Regions from separate parts of the Gossypium arboreum genome. Here regions 2 and 3 are each linked to region 1. Evidence: chromatin contacts called from public Hi-C data. All regions are on one chromosome and are shown on one strand. Each heading gives the region's core, a stretch centred on a gene start, on an enhancer-like site or on the middle of the called end of the contact. The rest is flanking DNA. Distances are from core to core; before and after follow the strand shown. Region 1 holds the start of LOC108460515. Region 2 holds the start of LOC108459115 (putative homeobox-leucine zipper protein ATHB-51). Region 3 holds the start of LOC108457699 (F-box protein PP2-A15-like).

Region 1 (3,482 bases), core at 297-2,796:
TAGTATTATCTTTTCCTTTAATTTAAAAAATAAAAAAAATTACAAATCTTGATATTTGAATTTATGTTGCTAGCACCTATAAATTCTTTTATTTATATATATTAAACATGACAAGATTTCAAGCTCCTAATTGACATAAAGATTTAAATTTTTTGACACATGCTATACCTATCCTGTTAACACAAAACAACACAATTTACATATATGTATTCATTCTTTTATTTTAAATTAATAGAAAATAATACATTAAAATTATAATATGTTTTAGGAATGGTAAAAAGAAAAAAAACTTAGAAACTGACGGATTTTGATGGATTCCATTTTATAATGTCGATTTTCTCTTTTACTTAAATCAAGTTCAGAGTGAATTAAATTTTAAAACTAGACACGTTAAGATAGGGATTCGGATAAACCTGTGCCGTCTCAAGATATTTACAAGATTACCTCTATTATAATTTTTAATTACAATTGAACCCCTCAATGGAAACTCTCTTGACCGTGAGTTTTATAATTTTTTTTTTTATTTGTGTAGTGATGAGAAAAGGGTTGATAGTTTGTGTGTTACTTGAGGTGTGGCTTTTGCATATTTCCCCTTGTTTCTATAAATTTCTGCAACACCAAAGCTTGGATGACTGTAAAATTCTCCACGTTGAAACTCGTATATATTTGTGTTGCTTAATGGTTAAAAAAAAATCTGACTTATGAGTTCAAACATACTTGTAATTATAAATGGTGCATCAAAAATTTCTAGTAACATCAAACTAAATGATTTAGTTCTTTTATAATTACAAATTTTGTATAATGTAATAAAATAAGTTCTGGTTGGAGTCGGAAGCCGAGTCGATTTTTTCATAAAATGTTGGGTCAAGGGTCGAAACAATTTTTTTTTTTTAATGTAGGTGGAGTTTCAATATTTGGGTATTTCCTATAAGAAAAATAATTGAAAAGGATGAAAGTAGTAAATTGTAAGTTTGGAAAGTAAGAGCAAATTGCTTAATTTGGTGGTGGAGTGATGGATAGAAGATTAGAGGCGATGCTGCAAATGACAAAACTCTTTGTTGGTAATGAAAGAAACAAGAGAATCGAATCCCCTTGGAAGGAAGGGCCAGCTTAAAAAACCAAAATAAATGAATTTTTTAAATATTTTTATAGTTATTTTTAAAATTTTTAAAAAATTAAAATATATCACAATACTCTTATTTTTCATAAATTTAAAATTTAATCATTATTTTTATTTTTAAAATTTAATTTTTTACTTAAAATTTAAGTTCAATTGTAGACACTTTAAATTTTAAAAAATTAACTACGTATCATTTTAAAATTTTAAAAAAATTCAATGGCCAACTTACGAAAATTTTGTAATTTTTTAAATTATACATTTTAAATTTCATCTTAACAATGTTATTAAATTATTTGAGAGAATCTAAATTTCAAAATTAAAAAATAAATGTTGCTTTACTGGTAATAGTACTCCAATCATGTTGGATTTTTCCGATTAATGACGACACCTCACACACAGAGGATTCCAGCCCACTTTTTTACGCCACGTATTAAAAAAGGAAAAGAAGAAAACGAAAACCCCAAATTTCAAAGTCCCTACTTCCCATACGGGGATTATTCTCCCGCACAAAAACCGAAAAAGTTTTTTTTTTTTTCCTTCTTTTTCCAACATTTTATTTTCCTTCAATCTAAACGAAGAAAATAGAAAATTTCCTTTTTCTATCATAGGAGTAGCTGCAAGATCTGCTGATCCAGCTGAATCTAATCGAGGAATTGTTGAAATTTTTAGAAATTATGTCCTTTTAGTTTTTCCTTATCTAGATTTTGGAAGACAAGGGAATGGGGGACAAGGAGGAGGAAGAAGAGTGGACCGGGACTGAGAGCGGGGATTTGACATCGGAAGACGAAGGAACGGAAGATTACCGGCGGGGCGGTTATCACGCTGTTAGAATCGGAGACACTTTCAAGAACGGTCGTTACGTTGTACAAAGCAAGCTCGGTTGGGGCCATTTCTCCACCGTTTGGCTCGCTTGGGACACTCACCGCTCCGTACTCTTTCTCTCTTTCTCTCTAGCAGATCTTGCTTCGTTTCCCTTGTTGATCACTTCAATTATGCCTACTATAATTAAATCTGCTTAGTTTACTGAAGAAGTTTGCCTTTTAGCTCTATTTATTTGGTTTATTTCAATAATATTTGATAAGACTGTTTGTGATCCTTTAATTGAAGGAAAAGCATCTAAAGAAGAACCTTTATCATTTCATTTGTGTTAATATCGTGTTAAGACTTTTTGCCTAGAAAACAACGGAGAAAAATATAATGGATTGTAAAGAACGAATAAAAAGCGTTCGTTGCCACTCGCAAGTAGTCATTTGTTTGCTTGATCAATTTTGACTATGAAACAGCAGAAAAATCACTAAGAAATGTAGTCTATTCTCTTTTAATTTTAGTTAAATTGTTTGATTATGTTATATTTAATAATTTGTTTTTAAACTACAGTGTTATGTAGCTTTGAAAGTACAAAAAAGTGCCCAGCATTACACTGAGGCAGCGATGGATGAGATAACAATCTTGCAACAGATTGCGGATGGGGATAAAGAGGATAAAAAATGTGTGGTGAAGCTTTTGGATCATTTTAAGCATTCAGGTCCGAATGGGCAGCATGTTTGTATGGTGTTTGAGTACTTGGGAGATAATCTTTTGACTCTCATCAAGTACTCTGATTATCGTGGCATGCCTATTCATATGGTTAAGGAGATATGTTTCCATATTCTAATGGGCTTGGATTACTTGCATAGAGAGCTTTCCATTATACACACTGATCTGAAGCCGGAAAATATTTTATTGTTGTCAATGATAGATCCGTCCAAGGACCCTAGAAAGTCAGGTGCTCCTCTCATCCTTCCAAATAGTAAGGACAAGACGGTGCTGTCTACTAATGGGGATTTGAGTAGAAATCAGAAGAAAAAGTTTCGGAGAAAGGCTAAGCGAGTGGCTCAGGGATGTCTGGAGAAAGAAGTTATTGCAGAAGGTGATGAGGATCCTGAAACATCTTGTGCAGCTAAATCATCTCCTATTGCGGATTCTGTTGAATGTGCCACTAGTTCCGGCAATGCCAATAGAGTCTCTGATGCTGATGGTACAAAGGATTCTGGTCAAGTAAGTCAAGTTAATAAGAGAGGAAGTCAATCCACAAGGCGGAAACTGTTGGCATCAGTTGACTTGAATTGCAAATTAGTTGACTTTGGGAATGCATGTTGGACATATAAACAATTTACTAATGATATTCAGACAAGACAATATAGGTGTCCTGAGGTGATCCTGGGATCTAAGTATTCTATGTCGGCGGACCTTTGGTCATTTGCTTGCATTTGTTTTGAGCTCGCAACGGGTGATGTACTCTTTGACCCCCATAGTGGTGACAACTTTGACAGAGATGAGGTATTTTCTTTATAACAATGTGATCCATTTTATGCTTTTTGCA
Region 2 (3,132 bases), core at 268-2,767, 150 kb before region 1:
TATATATTTAAGATTTTATTGTGTTGCTTCAAAAAAAAAGAGTTTATTGTGTTAGGAGCAAGTTTAGACTCTTGATCATCATTCATTTAAAATTTTCTTTTTGAGTTTTAATTTTGAATTGAAAATAAATACTACATGTAGAGGCGGAGTTAAGGGTGCAAGCAAGGGTCTTGGCACTTCAAATTTCAATTTAGTCATTTTATAAATAAAAAACTTATAAATTCATATATGATAAATTGGTACTTTGGCCCTCTTAAAATGAAAAGTTTTCAATTCAGTCCTCTTATAAGTAAAGAAATTATAAATTAATATATATAGTAAAATTTCACTTTAGCCTCCCTAAAAATAAAAAAAATTGTATTTAATCCTTCAAAATGATGAAATTATAAATTAATACATAATAAATTTATATTTTGATGAAAAATTATATTTAAATTCCTACTCCTACTAAAAGAATTTCTAAATCCCCTTAGCCTATATGATGCATCTATAATAAACTCATAGTATCAAATGACTATTTTACGTGGTTGTCCGTCTCAACAATGTGCCTTATCATTATACTTAACACTTTTTATACTATTTTTTAGAAAAATAATAATTACCTAATTTTCTAAATAATCTAAAAATTATATACTGCTCTAGATAATTTTTGGTTTCATATATTCGTAAAAGAATAATTAAAAAGAAAAAAAGGGAGGGGAGGAACAAAAGAATTTAAAGCAGAAAAGCTCTTTTTTTGGGGGGAACCGGGGGGGGGGGGGTTGTTTTTCTACTGTTCTGTTATTGAACATGAAGTGCTGTTGTAACTTGTAACCTTATTTCACACATTGTTTCCAACGGTGCATTTACCTCTCTCTTTTTATGTCCTGTGTTGCCTCAACTCAGATGCTTTTATGCAACCCTATTGGATTTTTTTTTTTTTTGTGTGTGAAAGAGGATAGCAAGGACGTCATTTAGGTGTAGGTTCAGTTTCAATGCTTCTAGCCTTCTTCCTTCTTCAATGAAATCCATCTCTATTAAAAAGTTAAAAACACTTTTTCATATCTCTTTGCACCAACTCAGCTGATGATAATATATAGGTAGCTAGGCCTGGCCTCCCCGGGTCACCAGCAATACTGGAATTCATTCAATTCTATATACAACAATGGGTTTATTAAACTAAATCCAAATCCCATCCCATGAAGATAAATTACACGATCTCCTTTCTCTGCAGCTCGTTAAGGTGGCAATGGCATAGGGAGGGTGAAACAGTAGGGTGAGCCCCAACTCTCACTTTATATGTTACTAGCCACCTCTATTTTTAATTATTTTTCAAACAAATACTGCAGAGAGAACAGACTACTACTTTACGTGAGCTACATAGATCCAGGTTTCTGGGACCAGATGGAGACCTATGATTCCGCATTTGCATTTTTTGTTTATTTCGTCTTCTAATTAACCGACAACACTCTCTCTCACCTTTAGTTTCATCTCTCTTCTCCCTTTAAATTCAGACATCAACATACCAAAGTATAGACAAGAAAGGATACCCTTTGCTTTCAGTCTCACACACATTCATTCCTCCATTGATGTTGGTAGTGGTCCATAGATTCCCAATATATAAGGAGTTCATCTTTAAGAAAACTACTGATGAAAAATGGAATGGAATGGCACCTTATCCTTTGTTCCTGGACAACCCCCTTCTCTTACTTCCCTTTACAACTATAACTATGATCAATATTTTCCAGGTTTAGCCATTAACCCCCTCGCTCAAATCACCTATCTGTTTTTCTTTATTTGATTATATGTATATGTATGGATGTATGTATTGCTGTTTTTCTCCTTTCTTTTAGGTATGGAGATGATGAATGTAGGATTAGCAGAGGCAGCAGCTATGGAGAAGAAGAAGAAGAAGAAGAAGATATACATGAATAATGAAGAGAAGAAGAAGCGTTTGACAAATGAGCAGTTGGAGTGGTTGGAGATGAGTTTCCAAGAAGACATAAAGTTGGATCCTCGGAGGAAAATGAAGCTTTCCAGGGAGCTTGGACTCCAACCAAGACAAATCGCTGTCTGGTTCCAAAACAGGCGTGCTCGTTGGAAAGCTAAGGAGCTTGAGCGCTTATGCAATGCGCTTCAACATCACCTCCATCTTGTCTCCAAGGAGACCCAAAAGCTTCAACATGAGGTCTACTCACTGCCACTGGGATCAATCTTCAAAACCCTGCATATTTCATGCACATTTTTCATTCATATGCCATATGCATTCCAAATCATTTCAACTCTGTCTTGGGACTTATTTTATGACAACTCATTTATAAAATGACATGTACAACATAAATACTACTATATTTTTCTCTTACTTGCCAAATATAAGATTTGCTTAAATGAGCCCCTAATGCAGGTCTCGAAATTGAAAGCCATGCTAAGGGAACAACCAACAAGAAACCAAGTCTCCACAGGTTACACGGAAATCTCCGGGGAAGAGACCATCGAAAGCACCTTGATTCATTGCTCTAACAAATATATGGTTGTCCCAAACAACCATCATCCGATCGCTGATCAATGCAGCTATCTTTTCAATGTAGACAAGAATAACCCAAACCCAGTAGGTTCAACCTACTGGGGTGAGCAGCTGCCTACTAATCCCTAATGAACTCCTATCTTCTTAATAGAGTTTGTTAATTTAGCAGTTAGCACAAGTTACCTCTTAGAGCTAGCTTAATTAAAACAGTTTTAGTAAAATGAAGAAGAGGTTCATCTCAATTTTGAGGACTTTTGTTGGAGAGTTTGCTACAACAAAAAGATGTATTTTACTTCATCACGTGACAACAGTGCAATTCCAAGCTCTCTCAAAACACTGAATTAATGGCACAGGATAAACACAAAAGCAAAAAACAGGGCCGACAGGGCAATAACTTCAAAATAAACATATTACTTATTTCTCAATTCTCTGGTTAGGAAAAAACAGAGTAATAAAACAAGTAAGCACTTTCCGCCGCCGCCGCCAAGCTTGGGACCTTTCGGTGCGGAACCCTTAGGGATGCTACCCTTTCTCTGCGTCTTCTGTTGCTTTGCTGTTCTGCTTTCTTTGCCTTCTTTTCGTCCTTAGTTTTTTTAAGCCTTTCCTTGATTTCACTGCAAAGTAGGTTA
Region 3 (3,323 bases), core at 443-2,942, 230 kb before region 1:
TGGATTAACAACACATATTATCCCCAAATTCATGTATAATAAATAATCATATCATTAATATAAAAAAATAAGTAAATAAATAAACATATCATAAATAGATTTTATCTTTTAACAATGAATACATAATATATACAATACCTTATATATATTTATATAAAGTCCACCACGATTCAAGTCAAAGTCTGAATTCATAAAAATCAAGAGAATGTTAAGGGTAATTATCATTCATTAAAGATATAATTTAATATAATAAGTTCATAACTACCTTAAAAACTATAATAATTTCATAAGTATAATAGCAGACAAATCAATATAAATCACTGACATGAATAAAATACCGCAATTATTAAAACTAAACCAATAAAAATTGAATTTGAATTATTTTCTTAAAAATAGCGTCTTCTATGATTTCACAAATTCAAGACCCTTTTCTTTTAATTTAATTGATTAACTAATAATGTTTTAAAACCATGAGAAACTTATATGATTTAGGTTTTCTAATCGAAAAAAAAAAAAACCACGAGGAATCGCTATTAATAAGAAATGTTCAATCATAAATCTGTCGAACCAATTTGTTAAATTCTATTTAAAATATAATAATATACACATGGAAACATTAAATATATATCATATAAATCAATTAAAATTTGAATCAAACAAATAATGTAGTAATGCATCAAAGCAATTCTTATCAGTAAACTTGAGATGCGCCAAAACATATTTTTAACGCACAAAATAAATCTACATATAAATACACCAAAATATGCATTAACTATACTTTTATAGTAAAACTAAAATTCTAATTTTTTACAATTACCAAATAAAACTATAACTTGTTATTATTGAATTCTCAATTATCGAATAATCAATGGAGTAATAGAATTCAATCGACATCACTATTATTTCATTGTCCAATGGAAATTAAAGCACAAACATTCAAAATCCACCACAATTAAAAATTAAAGATCAAAACTAAGGGTGAGCGTTCGACCGAATCGAGTGAAAAATTTCGAGTTAATCGAGTTTAGGAGTCCTATTTTATCATTCTAATTCAATTTAAAATTTTTTCAAATTAAGTCGAATGAAATGAAATTTGAATCAAATTGAATAAAGTGAAATTGTAACAATAATAATACAAACTGAAGTTGATGATTTTTAATAAAGAATGTGACATGATTATTATGGATATTAAAATTTAATTTTAACTAATTTGGATGAAAAATATTCAGTATAGTTATAATGGGCATCCATAAAATTCTTTTTAAAAAAATTCCTAAAAGGAAACAAAGATTATGGAAAGATCAAGTTTTGTCCTTTTTTTTCTTTTAATAGATTAGAGGATAAAACTTTTACAGTTTCATCATGTTCATCAAGATATTTATTTGATGTAATTTAATTAAATATTTTCTTTAAGAATTTAAAGTTGGGTTTTTGAGTTTTATCTCGATTGATATGAATATTATTGTCAATATAGAAGGACATTTGTTTGAGTATGTTAAAACGTTAATCATTTTATTTATAAATTAAGAGAGATTATAAATAATTTTAGAATTATAATGAAGAAGATATATGGTAAGAGAAAAATCTGAAGTCGGAGTATGATTGTAATAGTAAAATATGGGTGTCCTTGATGTGCATATGACATAAAAAAAAAAAATATTGTTATAGAAAAAATGATAAAAAGAAGAGCTGCATTCCATTTCCGTTTCGGTTAATGTACCCCACCAAACGCATCCTCAAAAGTCTGTCTAGGTAAATTCTAAACAAACATTTTTGCCTCGGTTTCTTTCCCACCTCCCCCAAACACACATTTTCCCGGAAAAAACAAACCAAAGTAAAATGGTAGAAAATATCCACAGATTTTCTCCCTCCCCTCTTCACTCTTCTCACTACCAACCTACCTCTAAAACACTGAATTTTTATAAATAGAAATACAAGGTATTTTTTAAAGAGAAAGGATTTCATGGGTGCCTCCCTTTCCAGACGAACGGAGGGAACCAATAGGACCGAGATGACACCAGGATTGGGGGACATACCCGAGGGCTGCTTGGCCTGCGTTTTCATGAACTTGACGCCCCCGGAGATTTGCAATCTCGCCAGGTTGAATCGCGCCTTTAGAGGGGCTGCCTCCTCCGACTCCATCTGGGTAAAGAAGCTACCCACTAATTATCAAGATCTGCTAAATTTGTTGCCTCCTGAGAGGTACCAGAACATGTCCAAGAAAGACATTTTTGCGCTTCTTTCTCGCCCGGTACCTTTTGATGATGGATATAAGGTAGGTCATTATAGAAGTTCGTTTTTTTTTCACCCGGTACCTTTTGATTATTGTTTTAAATATCTAGACATTTCCTTTTTAAATGATTTTCCCTTTTTGTTTGGTTTAGCTGCTTTATTATCATTAGATGAGCAAGTGAAGATTATTGACGGTTGAACATGGGGTGATGCAGGAAGTATGGCTAGACAGAGTGACAGGCAGGGTATGCATGGCAATATCTGCAAAAGGGATGGCAATTACTGGAATCGATGATCGGAGATATTGGAATAGGGTTGCTACTGAAGAATCTAGGTTTGATATTAACATCATCACATTTCGATGCTAAAGTTTCAAGTGGAATTTATTAATTTGACGTTCACTTAATATGGGATTGATATACTTGTATCTTGAAATGTTTCTAGTAAATTTTTTTAACCATAGGAGTGGGATTTTTGTATTGATTGCTTGAACTAGCATAAAGTAGAATTAGTTGCTTATAATTTTTCTTCTACATGGAGCATGTCGATGGATAAGCTATATATTTCTTGGAATGGAACTCTTGGTAAATTGTATTATCAATCTACACCTTTTTTTTCCTTTGGTGGAAGGAAATGCATTTGGATGCTAATCAACTGCTATTTTCTAGGCTTTGCTGCTTGTTGATGTTGTTTTTATACAAATGGTATTATGTGGAAAGGCTGAAACCTCTGAATATTTGTATCTTTGTTGATCATTAATTATTGAGCTCAAGATGATGTATGTATATATGCTTATACATATACGCATAAATAAATGTATACATACATATATGCATGATGTATGGCATTTGGTGTTTGTCTTGGTTGCCACATTCTTAATCTCAAGGTATATTTGGTCTGAAGAGCGGGATAAGAAAGATGATTTTGTTTGATAGAGCTGTATCACCATATGGAAGTGTGAGCTTTCATGAATGGATATAGTGCTGCCTAGGTTTAGTTTACTTTTTCAAATCTTCCTAGTAAATTGAGATTTTCGTTTTACAGATATTTTCCATATGATTTTACCTTCCTAGATTTGTTTATTTTGGATT

What was found. A called contact is a pair of places that touch in the nucleus more often than the background predicts.
Region 2: a contact with region 1 is called in a Hi-C map of leaf, with 3 times the contacts expected there. The contact joins the promoter of LOC108459115 here to the promoter of LOC108460515 in region 1. A contact is called at or near these places in 2 of 5 Hi-C or Micro-C datasets (both in leaf).
Region 3: a contact with region 1 is called in a Hi-C map of leaf, with 4 times the contacts expected there. The contact joins the promoter of LOC108457699 here to the promoter of LOC108460515 in region 1. A contact is called at or near these places in 2 of 5 Hi-C or Micro-C datasets (both in leaf).

What each region holds. Positions count from the first base shown.
Region 1 is chr4:92,816,789-92,820,270 of ASM2569848v2, forward strand. LOC108460515 reads left to right here and starts at 1,547. Exons shown (of 4, transcript XM_017760029.2): 1 at 1,547-2,049; 2 at 2,498-3,439. The coding sequence starts at 1,840.
Region 2 is chr4:92,667,596-92,670,727 of ASM2569848v2, forward strand. It overlaps LOC108459115 (putative homeobox-leucine zipper protein ATHB-51), which reads left to right and starts at 1,518. Exons shown (of 3, transcript XM_017758477.2): 1 at 1,518-1,727; 2 at 1,833-2,167; 3 at 2,384-2,668. The coding sequence starts at 1,637. The coding sequence ends at 2,632.
Region 3 is chr4:92,583,904-92,587,226 of ASM2569848v2, forward strand. It overlaps LOC108457699 (F-box protein PP2-A15-like), which reads left to right and starts at 1,693. Exons shown (of 3, transcript XM_017756780.2): 1 at 1,693-2,275; 2 at 2,448-2,566. The coding sequence starts at 1,964.